Linked DNA regions of Pan troglodytes: region 2 is linked to region 1. A link is a contact called in public HiChIP or PLAC-seq data. All regions are on one chromosome and are shown on one strand. The core of a region is the stretch at or near the end of the contact, and the rest is flanking DNA. Distances in the headings are between cores, read along the strand shown. Region 1 holds the start of SF3A2 (splicing factor 3a subunit 2). Region 2 holds the start of LINGO3 (leucine rich repeat and Ig domain containing 3).

Region 1 (2,657 bases), core at 84-2,583:
GCAAAAGGGAATCTCTTAAGACCCAGGAGAACACCCCCCTCTCACTCCTCCTACCCCCACCTGGGATTTCCAGCCCGGGGCCATATAACAATGCTAGACCCACGCTACTCGCGGCAGCTGGGGAAACGCTTTGGGTGGGGCTGGCCCACCTGCCCTGTAAGTACAGCCTGGGCCCACAGGGAAGAAAGAGGAGAGTCTGGGAGGGACCCAAGCTTAAGTGGACTCGGCAGGTGGGAAGGGTGGTGCCCGCCAGGAGAACTTGACCTTGAGCTGCCCGTGGACAATGCGCTCTTGTGTTTGAGGAGGGTGGCGCCAGGCTGGGGACACAGAGGAGACCTTGGGCGCCCGGGGAGGGGAAAGTGCGGCGCTGCGGGTGCCCCGGGCTGCGGGAGGCGCCGCTGGCTTCCCTAGCCCCACTCACTGATGGAGAAGGTGCCGGGCTCTTCCCGGATGACTCTGCAGCGCTCCAGCAGCAGGGCTCCGACGGGCTGGAGGAGACACGGGCGCCGGGACGGGGCAGTGAGCACCCGGCCTCCGAGGGGCCCAGCCTGCGACCCGCCCGCGCGCCCGGGACGCCCCTACCTCGGCCTCGTCTGTCCGAAAGTAGAAGAGGAAATTCACCACCAGCTTCACCAGCCGCCGCTTCAGCACTGCGGGCACAGCGCGCACTCAGGGGCGCAGGCAGCCCCCGCCCGGACCCCGGCCTCCCGTCCCCGGCGCCCCGACCCGGACTCCGGCCTCCGGCACCCCCGCCCAGACCCCGGCCCCGGCCTCCCGCCCCTGGCACTGTCTCGGTCTCCCGGGTCCCGCTCACCGCTGCCCTTCTTGGGGCCCCTCATGCCCAGCTCGGCCGCCATCTCGGCCGGCTGCCGGGACAGCGCCTGCAGCTCCTTCTCGTTGTACCGCATGGCTCCGCGGGGAACGGGAACCCAGGCCGCGCCCTCCCGGCCGCCGTCCCCGCTCTCGCTAGGGCCGGCGCCAAAAATGTCTCAGGGCGCAGACACGGAAGCACCCCCAGGGCTAGTGCGCCTGCGCACCTTGGGCCAGCCATGCCGCCCGTCTCCGCTGCGTGGCGCTGGCGACCCGTGGCTGCTGGCGTGGGCGGGGTACCGGTTGGTAGGAGAGACGGACCGTTGTTACATAACCATTAAACTGAAATAAACCGGACCAAGGTGGAACAGAATCAAGGCACCCCAGCGATGGCTGGCACCCCTTTCTAGAGCGGCCAGGCGCAGGCGGAGGGAGCGATAACGTCTCCCGGAGAGTGTCTGCCGCTCCCTCGCGAAAGTTGGCCCTGCGCGGCCGCAGCGGACCGAGCGTTCGTTGAGAGCGTTGTGCGCACGCGCAGTTTGCCTTCCAGGCCGCGCTTTCAGCCTCGCCCCCTCCAGCCTTTTCCTTCGCGCCTCGGGACCCTCTGACTCACGCCGCTGGGCGGGCCAGGCATGCGCACACCAGAGGGCCCGTCTCATTTGCCCCGGAAGTGCTTTCTTTGCCCGCCGTTCGCCGAACGAAGTCGTGGAGGTGGCGAAACGAGGAGGAGATAACGAGGCCGTGGGCTCTGGTGAGGAGTAGAGGCGGTTGAGGGCGGCGGCCGACGCGGACCGGGGGTTCCCTGGGGGACAGCGGACGTAGGAGAGAGGCGCTTGCGACAGGCCGCTGGCCGAGGGGGGGGCGGCGGCGTCGCTCCCCTCCCTCCTCCCTTGAGCGTCCGGCCTTGTGCATCCTGAGGCCCCGCGCTGGGCGGGCCTGGAGGGTCGGGCCCGCTAGGAACTCTATTTCCAAACTCCTGTTGGGAGGCCGCGCGCGGGGCCTCACGCCTGTAATCTCACTGCTCAGGGAGGCCTTGGCGGGAGGATCGCTTGAGGCCAGGAGTTCGAGACCAGCCTGGACAACACACCGAGACCCTCATCTCTACAAAAAATTTTTAAAAATTAGCCAGGAGTGGTGGTTGTGCCTGTAGGCCCAGCTACTCGAGAGGATCGCTTGAGCTCGGAATGTCGAGGCTGCAGTGAGCCATGATCCCACCTCTGCACTCCAGCCTGGGCAACATAGCGAGACCCCATCACTGCAAAAAAAAAAAAAAAAAAAAAATTAGCCGGGCGTGGTTGGTGACGCGCGCCTGTAGTCCCAGCTACTCTGGAGGCTGAAGCGGGAAGATCGCTTGAGTCCAGGAGGTCGAGGCTGCAGTGAGTTGTGATTGCGCCGTTGCACTCCAGCCTGGACAACAGAGCAAGACCCTGTTTCACAAAATAAAAAAGAAACAACCAAGATTCGTTGGGGTCGAATCGGGATCGCGGCTGAAATGGTTTCGGCCGCCTTCCTTGTAGCGGAGAACGCTTCTGCATGCTCATCTATACCTGTTAGTTGACTGGGGCTCTGTGATTTAACTCCTGTGAGCCTCAGTTCCCTTAAAACGGGAGTGACGGCTTCAACATCATGCCAAAGGCGACCAGAACACGTTAGCTAGCCCCATTTTGCAGGTGCACCCCGCTATGACCGTTGTTCTTGTGTATCCTTGGACAACACCAAACAGCCAGGCGGAGCTCTGGAAAATAGGTTGTTTGCTAGGTTAAGGAGAGAACGGTGTTGCCACAAAAAACTAATTCCTTCTCAATGGTCTAGTCCCAGGTCCCAGAGGCCACTTTTCCTCAATTCTT
Region 2 (2,657 bases), core at 72-2,571, 70 kb after region 1:
CCCGTGGGTTCTTCCCACTCAGATCCTGTCTCCGACGATGGCTGCTGCTTCAGCTCAGAGAACAGCCAGGGTAAGGCCATGCCGCGGCAGCCCACCCCGCACCAGCCTCCTGATAAAGCCAGCACCACCCTCCCTGAACCTGTTTCCAGCCTGCGTCCTCCACCTGGCCACTCACACCTCACACCTTCTGCATCCTCTCCACGCCACTTCCAGGGAGCCCTCCTGGGTTGCTCTGGTTCTCACAGCTCTGTTGTCCCTGAAGGTTCCCCCCAGCCAAGCCCCAGATCGTCCCTCTGCGAATACCACTGCACAGCAGACGCCCGCTCCCCACCCCCGCCGGAGCAAGGGTGTCTGCAGCCTCGCTGCGTCCATGGTTTAGCCAGGGACCGCTTGCTAAAATGCAGCTTCTGGGGCCGATCGCCTCAGAAGTTCTGACTCCTCAGAACTGGGGGGGCCGGGACACCGGCACCGTTAGCGCCCCAAGCACACGTTGAGAAACCCAGTTACATGGTGGTCTCCAGCGTAAGGACCCGGGGCTTTTCTTGTGCCCGGACCAAGGCACGAGGTGCTGCTCCCCCAAACTTGTTGAATGGGACTCAGGGCCTCCCCTGGCCAGGCCCCAGAGGCCCGGAAGGTGGGGGCACCCACTCAGGGTGCCCAGGCCCATCATTTCTGGTGCTATTCAGACGCCCCCAGAGCAGGGGGACCCAGCCCTATGCCCCCAGGTCCCTCCCCGCCAGGCCGGGCCGTCAGCTCCAGCGATGGAGCAGGCTCCGGTGTGGACCCCAGATACCCTTTGCGTCTTCCAGCTCCGCACCCCCAGGCTGGACCAGACCCGGCTCGGGGGAGACAGGGCAGGAAGGCGCGGGCTGCAGGCTCTATTCGGACGTTCCCCACACCCCAGACCCAACCAGTGCCCCCTTCATCTCCTCCTGGAGAGGAGCGCATCCTCCCAGCGTCCCCACTGCCCCGGGGAGATGCCCACCCGGTTCCCCGCTCCTTGGCGCCCCAGGGGAGGGGCGGGGGGACCCCAGGGTGGGGAGTTCGCCCCCAAAGTTTCCAGGGGGAGCGTCGGGGGCCTGGCAAGGAGCGATGAGTCCGGGAGGGGTGCGCGGGGCAATTTCCCCCGGCTGAGGATGGGGTCGCGGGTTGGGGGCTTTGGGCGGCTGGGGCGCAGGGTGCAGGTGAGGGGTCCCCAGGCCTGCGGGCGCGCCCCACGCCGGGCCCCGGCGCGGCCACTCACCTGGGCGGCTCCGCCGCGGACACGGCGCGGGCTGCGGCGCGGGGGCCGCCCGGAGCCGACACGAGCAGCCGCAGCCGCCGCCGCCGCCGCCTCCCGGGCTCCGCCGTGCGCGCCGCTGCCGCGCGCAACCGCCCGCCGGTCTCCTTGGCGCGCCTGGCGGGGGCGCGCGGGGGATGCGCTGGGCCGCGTGCGCGGCGGCTGGGGCCGCAGGTGTGAGAGGCCACGTGGGCGCAGGTGCGGGGACACTGGGAGGGCGGGTGCAGAACCCCTCCGTGCGCATCCCGGGCGCTTCGTGTCCGAGGACCTCCTGTCCCCACGGCCTGGGTGAGCCTGCGGAGACGGCCGTGCACTAAACGCAGGGGCACCCCAAGTGCAGCAGGTTGTTCCGTGTGGAACCTTCTGGAAGCTACCATCGCCTCCTCTGCCCCCCGTCCCCCACCCCTAGTCCAGGCGGCCACCATCTGCACCTGGACATCTGCCACAGCCCAGCCCAGGCCCATTCCTTATGTGGCCCTCAGTGGAAGCCCCTCAGAGGAAGCTTAGCCACTGGGCTCCAGAACCTGCCATGATTCCCTATTGCCGTGAGGGTCCCGTCTACACCCCACCTAAGCTGGAATTTCTCTTTCTTTCGTCCTTTCTTTCTTTCTTTTTTTTTTTTTTTTTGAGATGGAGTCTTACTCTGTTGCCCAGGCTGGAGTACAGCGGTGCCATCTTGGCTCACTGCAACCTCCGCCTCCTGGGTTCAAGCGATTCTCCTGCCTCAGCCTCCCAAGTAGCTGGGATTACAGGCACCCGCCACCACGCCCGGCTAATTTTTGTATTTTTAGTAGAGACGGGTTTTCAGCATGTTGGCCAGGCTGGTCTCAAACTCCTGGACCTCAGGTGATCCACCCACCTCGGCCTCCCAAAGTGCTGGGATGACAGGTGTGAGCCACCGCCCGGCCGCCTGCACTGTTTGGTCTGCCGCACCACCTCCTTCCCCCTGGCCTGTCCTCACTCACTCTTTCCCGGGCTCCACCCCCTCAGCCTTCCTCAAACAGGCCAAGTCCCTCCAGTCCCAGGCCTTTGATCTTTGCTGTGCCCAGCTTGGACAGCCTTTCTCTCTGTCCCTCCATCGAGCAGCTTGGAGCCTCTCAGTTTGTCTAATGGGCTTGTTCCCCAATGTGCCTTCCGCCTAGCACACAGCAGCGCACACACCAAGTGCACTGCGAGTGCTCATGGAAAGTTTTTTACCTTTTTTTTTTTTGTCTTTTGGTTTTTTTTTTTTTTTTTCTTTTTTTGAAATGGAGTTTTGCTCTCGTCACCCATTCTGGAGTGCAGTGGTGCAATCTTGGCTCACTGCAACTTCCACCTTCCGGGTTCAGGCGATTCTCCTGTCTCAGTCTCCCAAGTAGCTGGGATTACAGGCGCCCAC

The links. HiChIP or PLAC-seq counts read pairs in DNA pulled down with a chosen protein or histone mark.
Region 2: an H3K4me3 HiChIP or PLAC-seq map of stem cell-derived excitatory neurons shows a contact between it and region 1, with 2.1 times the contacts expected there. The contact joins the promoter of LINGO3 here to the promoter of SF3A2 in region 1. A contact is called at or near these places in 1 of 7 Hi-C or Micro-C datasets (stem cell-derived neural progenitor cells) and 1 of 1 datasets of contacts at active chromatin or transcription factors (stem cell-derived excitatory neurons).

What each region holds. Positions count from the first base shown.
Region 1 is chr20:4,540,239-4,542,895 of NHGRI_mPanTro3-v2.0_pri, forward strand. SF3A2 (splicing factor 3a subunit 2) reads left to right here and starts at 1,334. Exons shown (of 9, transcript XM_001150681.5): 1 at 1,334-1,561. PLEKHJ1 (pleckstrin homology domain containing J1) reads right to left here and starts at 1,012. Exons shown (of 6, transcript XM_009434317.4): 1 at 815-1,012; 2 at 583-650; 3 at 422-488. The coding sequence starts at 908.
Region 2 is chr20:4,610,246-4,612,902 of NHGRI_mPanTro3-v2.0_pri, forward strand. It overlaps LINGO3 (leucine rich repeat and Ig domain containing 3), which reads right to left and starts at 1,322. Exons shown (of 2, transcript XM_016934645.4): 1 at 1,244-1,322.